2 separate regions of the Mus musculus genome follow, and region 2 is linked to region 1. A link is a contact called in public HiChIP or PLAC-seq data. All regions are on one chromosome and are shown on one strand. Each heading gives the region's core, a stretch centred on a gene start, on an enhancer-like site or on the middle of the called end of the contact. The rest is flanking DNA. Distances are from core to core; before and after follow the strand shown. Region 1 overlaps Igf1os (a long non-coding RNA gene). Region 2 holds the start of Dram1 (DNA-damage regulated autophagy modulator 1).

Region 1 (4,532 bases), core at 948-3,447:
TCCTACTTTACGTCTTCATGCGTTCACATTGCCACCAACCAGAACTCATTTAGAGACAGGGTAAATATTTTTAGATATGTCTATAAGATATATTTGTGGTTTAAATTTTACATTCATAACTGAAAACGAAAAGTAAGTGGCCAATAAATATTCTGAAAAAAATGTGTAATTTTCCAAATAGAAATGAAAATTTAAAGAATAATTTAATTTGACTGATTATCAAGCATTTGCCATTTTATATACCTTTTATTAACATATACCAATTATATAAAATGTATACATGTATATAATTCCTTGAGCACATCCTACCCCTCCTTTATTGAACATGCTTTGGAAATGAAGCTGCAAAGACGTAGATAAGCAGAGGTGTCTTCATGCTAGGCTTGAGAAAGGATGGGTAGTCCTGAAGGATGTGAGGACCAAGGCAGGTTGCCGTGGTGGTGCTCTGGGGTGGGGGTGGGGACTGATAAAGCTGTGCCTGCTCAGATTCTGGTCCTCTATTGCCAGTTAGTGCCTCATGACTTGATTCAGAGGAGAAGTTGGGGAGAGGAGTCAGAGAGACCTGCAGCTTCTTCTGTTTCCTAAAATGCCAAGGTATCATGTGTGGAGGTGTAGAATGTCCCAAGTGCCTTCACTTTCATCTGCTTGTGTTCAGTGGTACATACAGCTCTTGGCCACCATGTCCTGCTACACAGTGCCTAGGTAGTGGGGGCACTGAACCACCGATAACACACCTCCTAAAATCACAGAGGCAGAAGTGGTGTCTGTGAGTGCTCACTAAGCAACATGAATCCCCAGTCTCCCTCTGCCTTCTCATCCTCATCCTCACACACATGCCACGGTACTTCTCCCAGCTCAAGTCTGTCTGTCTGTCTGTCTGTCTGTCTGTCTGTCTGTCTGTCACCTCATTTCTCTTCTTCCATGAACCACAGCATTGTTTTGTTGAACTTTTTTTTAACCTTTTAAAATTTTTACTATATTTTAAATTTCCACAGCTATAAGATGTTAATTTATAAGTGTTCCTACAGGACTGATCCCAATCTGATCAAGCATTTTGCTTTGAGAGGAAGCGCCCCAAGTACCACTTAAAAGTGTGTGCTTGACTGTGATGGACAGTCAGTTGCCATCTAGCAAGTACACAGACATCGTTTGGTTAAACATGTAGTTTTGATTTCTTCGAGTTATTGACTCAAGATTTTACTAGAATTTTGAATATACATCATTAGTGCATTCGTTCGGTATGGTGGTTTCATAGCTATAATAATCTTAGCTCATTAGTAGTGAGTGCTAATTTAAATTATGAAATTGCATCAAAATTTTGTTAGAATCAGGTGGATACCTATTTTGGAAAATGAGAAATTGTAGCAAATAAAATTCAGGTGGTAACCAGCCAGGAGATTTCTGACGCTCTCAGACATCTAGAACAGCAGTTCTCCACTCGTGGGTCGAGGCCCCCTTGAAGGTTGAAGTGTGCTTTCATGGGGGTCGCATAGCAGATACCCTGTATAGCAGATATTTGCATTACGATTCATAACAGTAGCAAAATTGCAGTTATGAGGTAGCAACAAGATAATTTTATGGTCAGGGGTCACCATAACATGAGAAACTGTATTAAAAGGTCACAGAATTAGGAAGGCTGAGAACCAGTGCTCTGGGGGAATTCAACCAATTCTTACCCCGAGGGCAAAAGCAAAAGCATCCATCTTTTCAGTTTACTACCAAGTGCTGGAAACGCTGACGGCCAACCCAGAAACCCACAGCCCTCTTCCCTTCCTGCGCTCAAGCCTGTGCATCTGACCTCGTGGAAGAGACGAGCAAAACAGAGCTCCAGCATTTAACAGCTTCTACCCATTGTGGTTCTTGGGATGGGTAGGGAGGAGAAATAGAAGATCATATTTTCAGCCAGGAAAGTTAATTTCAAGATCAAAGTCAAAGTCAGAGCATTTTTAAATCCTTCTCAAAAGAAGAAACGCAAATGACAATAAATATTTTTAAAGCGAATATATTTTTTAAGTCATCTATCATCTTTAAGAACAATTGAGGAGATCAAGAATGCTTTGGAAGCCCATCTCACCCCAGTTAGAACGGTTATGATTAAGGGGAAAAAGCAAATACTGGCAAGCCATAGGGAAGAGGAAAGTGCTTTGTCATTGTTAGTGTGAATAATTAAACTGGTGCAGCTACTAAGGAAGGAAGTGAGGAAGTTGCTCAAAAAACTAGAAATAGAGCTACCATATGACCGACTATACCATTACTGGATATATACCCAAAACGGTATGTATCCTAGTGTGGAGATACATAAATATTCATGTACATTGCTGTCCCATTCACAGTAGCAAGGAGATGGAGCCAACCTAGCTGTACATCAATCAATGAATGGATGATGAAAATGTGCTACATATCACATGAAATTTTATTCAGCAATAAGAAATGTGGAACTGAAATTTGCAGGGAAAAAAAATGGATCAAGCTAAAGAACATGTTAAGTCAACTCACCCAGACTCAGAAAGGCAAATATCCACACGTTCTCTGTCATGTGTCACTATTGCTTCTAGTGCACATGTATGAGTGGTTACATGGGAGCAAATGTGGGTCATGATCCTAAAACTAGAAAGGGACCATAAGAGTGACATGGCATGTGACGAAGGCGTGGTGGAGAGGGTAATAGAACACACATGACATGGACATGTGACATGGACATGTGACATGGACATGTGGCAGAGAGGAATACTGAAGGATTTAAGGTGCAGGTGTGGGAGAGTAGGGAAGGAGAACTAAGACGTGTGTGTGTGTGTGTGTGTGTGTGTGTGTGTGTGTGTGTGTGTGTGTGTATGTGTGTGTGTGTGTGTGTGTGTGTGTGTGTGTGTGTGTGTGTGTGAATGCACAGAGGAAACCTGTTCCTTTGCATCCTAATTTTAAAGGTCAGAACACTTCAGGATGTTGAAATGTTAGAGCTGGAAGGGACTTGCATTGGAAACAGTATAATGTCCAACTTTCTATTGATATCATAGCTCATGGAGGTGGAGAGAGTGGGATCTGATAAGGAGTTCTGCACATAATAACTGGGTGCAGTGACCCCAAACTTCTCAAGAAAATGAAGAAGTGGGTACTACCATGCCACATACATTCGCTGATGTTGCTTTTTATGGGGAAACAGGATAGGTACTTGTTTGGGGAAAGTTTCTCTTACATTTCTGTACCCAGAAAATTGGCCACACTAAAGTAAGAGAAATTTTGAAACAGGCTTTTAGGAAATAGGCCAGGCTTTAAGATAATTCAAGTACAGAAAGTAAAGCACTATGTTGACAAAAGACAGTGTTTCCTAAATAAGTACTAGAGGCATCAGCTTGTAGTTCTCCGGCCTCGAGCTAGTCAGTTGTCCTTTCTGGCTTTGCAGTCTCTCTTGGAGACAGCCTGAAGATGGTGTGGTGGTCCATGGCAGTAATTCCAGCACGCACGAAGCAGATGCAGGAGGATCAGGAGTTGAGGCCAGCATGGTTATGCATAGCCCAACCTCATCTTAACAAAAACAAGAACGTAAGGAGACCAGAAAAAAATTCTAGCAGTCACTGGCTGTGGGCCTTTGAACATATTACCTGTACTCTAAAATCTTCTTACTTATCAAAGTAGGATTATCAATACCCATCTCCTACGGGTAACACAAATAAGGCTAGCAGAGTGAAGTTGCCACTATGAGGATATTTGTACATATTTAATACGAATTGCTAGCCCCCAAAGTTCCTTAATGGAATCCATTGCAATGGCCATCTGAATATAAAGTTTCTGATGACTTGCTAAAGTTGGGACAAGGTCAAGGTGACCTGTATGAACCGATTTTTAATATCTTCAATTTATTTAAGTGTCAAGAAATAATCCAGCTAAAACATGATTGCAAAGCTTTGGGAATACCATCTGCTACCAAATCTACTGTCTTTTTTACTACCCTTCCAGGAACACTGAATTTAAATGTTCAACCTTGATACTTGTCTCAAAGAATTTAAACCTATCAAATTCAATTCAATTCAAATGATGAATAACCATACTAACCTTTTGTTAATGTGTACCAGTATAATTTGGAAGCTATGGCATTAAATATAGAGATTATCATTGCACATTGACTTGATTTTGATAGTTTGATGACTGCTATAGTTTCAGCTATAATCTTTGTTATATTGTTAATGCTCTCAAAGATGTTCATTCTATAGCCTGCAGGCCACACATGATCCAGGAGTGCTATGAATATAGCTCAACACAACATTGTAAATAACTTAAAACACTTTGGACCTCTCTCTCTCTCTCTCTCCCTCTCTCTCTCTCTCTCTCTCTCTCTCTCTCTCTCTCTCTCTCTCTGTGTGTGTGTGTGTGTGTGTGTGTGTGTGTGTGTGTGTGTGTGTGTATGTGTATGGTTCTTGAATAGGAACTTTGTGAATGATAATGTGTTGTAATACCATGCAAAATTAATGTGTATTTGTTCTCACAATCTGTAGACCCAGGGTTGCACACCCATGGTAAATGAGTGGCTGACTGGAGTT
Region 2 (4,532 bases), core at 1,102-3,601, 510 kb before region 1:
TCTCTCCATGCGCTCAGTTTTCTTTTTATATGACCTGGGACTGCCTGGTAAGTAGTGGTATGATCCATTGTGGACTGGACCTTCCTGTATCAACCATTTATCAAGAAAATGCCCCTCAGGCTAGCCTACAAGTTAGTCTGCAGGAGGCATTTTCTCAGTTGATGTTCTCTCTTTTCAGATAACCATAGCTTGTGTCAAAATTGCAAAAACAAAACAACAACAACAACAACAAAAACCACAAAAAAACCTAATAAGCTTATTCCAAATTCTTTAAGGACTAAGTCTCTACAAAGGCCGATGAAGACCTTTGAACCTGCGTCTCTTAGCTAATGTTTGACATGTGAATAGATTTTGAGAAAGTCCTGGTTGGGGACCAGCAAGAGAGCTCTGTGGCTAAGCCTGATGTTCTACGTTTGATTCCCCAGAATCCGCATACCCACATGGTAGAAAGAGAGACTCGGCTTTTCTAAGTAGCCCTGACCTTCACGCACATACCATGGCCTGAGCACAAGCTATCATGTGTGCACACACAATATAAATATGTAAACCTATAGAGAAGTGGGAGAAAGAGAAAGCCCAGGTACCTAAAGTTGGCTGCAGGCTTTTGCATAGCATAGCAGTTCAACCCTTCCGTCTTCCATTGTGACCGATATGATCTAATTTCCTGAAACCCAAGACATGCTTTTGTTGGCAAGTCTAAATAGATTGATTTTGGTGTTGCCTTGGATTTAATTGCCTCTTTGCTTTCTGGCACCAGCAGCCTTTGGTTGTCAGTCCCCATACACACTTGCAGTCATTACTGTCCTTGCTGTGACTAATTACCTAAGAAAAGGCTGCTTAAAGGTGGAAGGACTTATTTTGGCTCACAGTTCACAGGAATTCGGCCCACCATGGCAGGCAAGTCACACAGTAGACCAACTTGATCTGAAGCACCGAGGGAGGGAGAAAATGTTCCCCTGGCTTTCTCTTCCTCTCCTTTTTATTCACTCAGAGCCCATGGGATGGTGCTGCTTGCTTGAAGTTAAGCCTTTTTGGGAAATGCCTTCAGAGACACATCCATGGTGTGTTACATTAATATTCTAGGTATCTCCTAATATCATTAAGTTGGCAATTGAAATGAATCATCATTATGCTGGCTTTCCTCAAAATTAGCATATTCATTGTAATTAACAAAAATCCCTTAAGTAGTCTGCATTTGTCTTTGGGTATACAGCTTTACCTTGTATCTTAGTCAGGGTTTGTATTCCTGCACAAACATCATGACCAAGAAGCAGGTTGGGGAGGAAAGGGTTTACTCAGCTTACACTTCCACATTGCTGTTCATCACCAAAGGAAGTCAGGACAGGAACTCACAATCCCTGTAGGCTATTCCCTAGCATGGTATGGCACACAAGGCACATTTATGTGGCTGAGATGAACCTGTATTAGGTCATCTATGGCCAAAAGTGGGCTCAGAATTCCCAAACTATAGCTCAGACCCGCAGAGCTGGCCAGTGCTTCAGGAACACCAATTGGTTTGGTTTAGGTGGTGTCTGGCTGGGTGGATCTGAAATGGATCAAGTCATCTTGTCTTGCTGCTAGGAAATAAATACTCCAAGTAGAATTGGTGGGAACAGATATATACTCCAAGTAGCTTTTGGTGGGTGGGCCAGGGCTGGATCCAACCCTTTCTGTCACTTGCCTGAATTAGATCCTTTGTCCATTCTAGGCAAGTGCTCTACCATTGGGCTAAATTTCCAGCTCTTTAGAGGGCGGCTCACTAAGCTGCGAATTCAGACCTTGAACTTGTGATCCTCCTGCTTCAGCCTCCTTAGTAGCCAGGCAGCAGGGATGACAGACTTGTGCTATCAGGCCTGGTTACTATGCGATTTGGCTTTCCCGCTGCTTATCACAAAGGTGTATGTGACGTCCATGCCCAGTGGCCCAAACACCACTGAGCCCCTTTGCCTGAACCCCAGAACCCATAGCGGGACCCGATGGGGTGCGCATCACTGGTGGCCAAGGCTCTGGAAGGAAGCTCAGTGGGTGCTGGAGAGAGAGGCTCAGAGGAAAAACCCCCAAGGGAAGGAGGAGCTGGGAATCCAGCCAGTTTGGCGGGACTTGCCCAAGAGCTGGCCAGCCTCGCGGGGTCCCGCGTCTCCCGCCGCACCCACCCGTCGCTGTATCAAGCAAAAGCGAAAGGAAGCCGAGCGGTCCCGCGTGGCGTGGCGTGGGCGGGGAGGTGGCTGCGCGCTCTAGCTCCGCGGGACCAGGCTGCCGCTTTGTGACTTCACCGGTTTCGCAACAAGCCAGGACCGCCCGCGCCCCACCCACCCGGCTGCCCGTCCGCCCTCCGCCCTCGGGTCTCTGAGCGCTTCCCTCCCTCCGGGGCTGGGCCTGTCCCGGCCGTCCCGGAGTCTCTGTCCCGCCGCGCCGTTAGCTGTCTGTGTCTTGGCCACCGCCTCCAGGCAGTCCGCAGCAAGCCAGCTTCTTGGTCCGACGAGCTCAGCGCCCTCTCACCGCGATGCTGTGCTTCCTCAGGGGAATGGCTTTCGTCCCCTTCCTCCTGGTGACTTGGTCGTCCGCAGCCTTCATCATCTCCTACGTGGTCGCGGTGCTCTCTGGGCACGTCAACCCCTTTCTCCCCTATATCAGGTGAGGGGCAAGAGGAGCGTGAGGGAGGGACCAGGTGAGCTGAGAGGGAGGGAAGGCGTGCAAGCCAGGCATGGGTAGTGGAAATTCTTGAGGTAGTGGAAAGGTGTGACAAGATAATCTCTGGGATCCCCGGGCAAGTTTAGAGAGTCAGGAAGCACGTGTGGGTTCTGCCTTTAATGAGAAACAGTGCTCAGAGCCGCGCATCAAGCAGACAGCTAGACAGCTGGTGGCACCTTTAGACCTGGGGTATGGGATAAAATCTTGGGGAGAGCCTTCTTTGGTGACACTCAGACAAGGAGAGTTCCTAAGATACCATTTATTGTAAGTAGATCCAGGCATGTGGCAAACCGCTCACTTATTTCTCTTCCCAACAACTCCTGGCTCCTCCCCTCCCTCCCTCTCCCCCTCTCTGTCTCTGAGACTGGATCTCCCTATGTAGCCCAGGTTGGCCTGAAGTCTAGGGTGGTATACACAAGTCTACCTTCTTCTGCTTCTCTAGTGCTGGGATTTAAAAGTCTTCACCACCACAGGGGGCTCATTTCTAACAGCTAAAATTTCTTTTCCATGAAAGAAAATGGAGGTTTAAACTGGTGGAGATACACCAGTAGGTCATTGGCGTAAAAGCAACCCTGGACCCCTTGTGCCAACAGCAGCACCTTTAGGATGGACCTGCCTCATACTCCTCTGGACCTGGTGCCTCTAAAGTCAGAGTCCTCAAGTTGTCAAAACCTGTGAAGTTTCTTGCCCTTATTTATTACTTTGTTTCCTACTTAGTCTCCGTCTTTCCTGAGGGTCCTTTATCCACAGCTGGGACAACAGCTTGATCCTCCTTTTTTGTTTATTAGATATTTTCTTCATTTACATTTCAAACCCTATCCCCAAAGTCCCCTATACCCTCCCCCCACCCTGCTCCCCAACCCACCCACTCCTGCTGCTTAGCCCTGGCATTCCCCTGTACTGGGGCATATGATCTTCAAAAGAAAGGCCCTCTCCTCCCATTGATGGCCGACTAGGTCATCCTCTGCTACATATACAACTAGAGACACGGCTCTGGTAGGGGAGGTACTGATTAGTTCATATTGTTGTTCCACCTATAGGGTTGCAGACCCATTCAGCTCCTTGGGTTCTTCTCTAGCTCCTTCATTAGGGGCCCTGTGTTCCATCAAATAGGTGACTGTGAGCATCCACTTCTGTATTTGCCAGGTACTGGCATAGCCTCACAACAGCTTGATCCTCTTTAACATTTCCATGTTAAATGACGGGTATCTGGGTATCTGTGTCCTTTGAGGAAGACTTTAAAGATTATATGTGCGTGTGTGTGTGTGTGTGTGTGTGTGTGTGTGTGTGTGTGTACATATATATATAGAGAGAGAGACAGAGACAGAGACAGAGACAGAGAGACAGAGAACTGTAGCTGTCTTCAGACACACCAGAAGGGGGCATCAGATCCCGTTACAGATGTTGTGAGCTACCCTGTGGGTGTTGGGAATTGAACTGAGGACCTCTAGAAGAGCAGTCAGTGCTTTTAACCTCTGAGCCATCTCTCCAGCCCTGAAGAAGACTTTAGTAGTTGGCCTTGTGTCCCTGAAAAACCCTTGGAATGGTTCCTCAGAGCACATCTCAGTCCTGGGTGCCAGCACCTGTGTCCCTTCTCTCATTAATGAACCACAATCCACTCGCTTGGACGTGTATAAGATTGAGCTCTTCTCGTCCTTGCTCCCCTCCTGAGGACGTAATAGCTATGCTTTTCCTAGATCTGAAGTTCACTCCCAGCTACTATGTGATATGGATCCAGCCAGTCTGTCAGAGGCAAGGCTGGAACCATTGTGTCGGATGCAGTTTAAGGCATTCCCTTAAAGTGAATCTGGTTATCTATGGGAGATAACCAGAGTGGAGCA

What was found. HiChIP or PLAC-seq counts read pairs in DNA pulled down with a chosen protein or histone mark.
Region 2: a contact with region 1 is called in an H3K27ac HiChIP or PLAC-seq map of bone marrow-derived dendritic cells, with 4 times the contacts expected there. The contact joins the promoter of Dram1 here to the enhancer-like site in region 1. A contact is called at or near these places in 3 of 39 promoter capture datasets (3T3-L1-derived adipocytes, hematopoietic stem and progenitor cells and liver), 1 of 15 datasets of contacts at CTCF or cohesin (the NIH/3T3 cell line), 1 of 484 Hi-C or Micro-C datasets (bone marrow-derived macrophages), 4 of 115 datasets of contacts at active chromatin or transcription factors (the 230-238 cell line, bone marrow-derived dendritic cells, bone marrow-derived macrophages and 1 more) and 2 of 9 other capture datasets (adipose tissue and liver).

What each region holds. Positions count from the first base shown.
Region 1 is chr10:87,840,351-87,844,882 of GRCm38.p6, reverse strand. The region is part of intron 1 of Igf1os (a long non-coding RNA gene); the gene reads left to right. Among named protein-coding and RNA genes, the nearest start is that of n-TKctt21, 13 kb to the right of the region's middle. Within about 2 kb of position 2,197, at least 20 of the 459 cell types and tissues checked have an H3K27ac peak or open chromatin away from gene starts, as enhancers often do. A contact at or near this core is called in adipose tissue, bone marrow-derived dendritic cells and bone marrow-derived macrophages, where this site is marked.
Region 2 is chr10:88,354,894-88,359,425 of GRCm38.p6, reverse strand. Dram1 (DNA-damage regulated autophagy modulator 1) reads left to right here and starts at 2,351. Exons shown (of 7, transcript NM_027878.2): 1 at 2,351-2,634. The coding sequence starts at 2,504.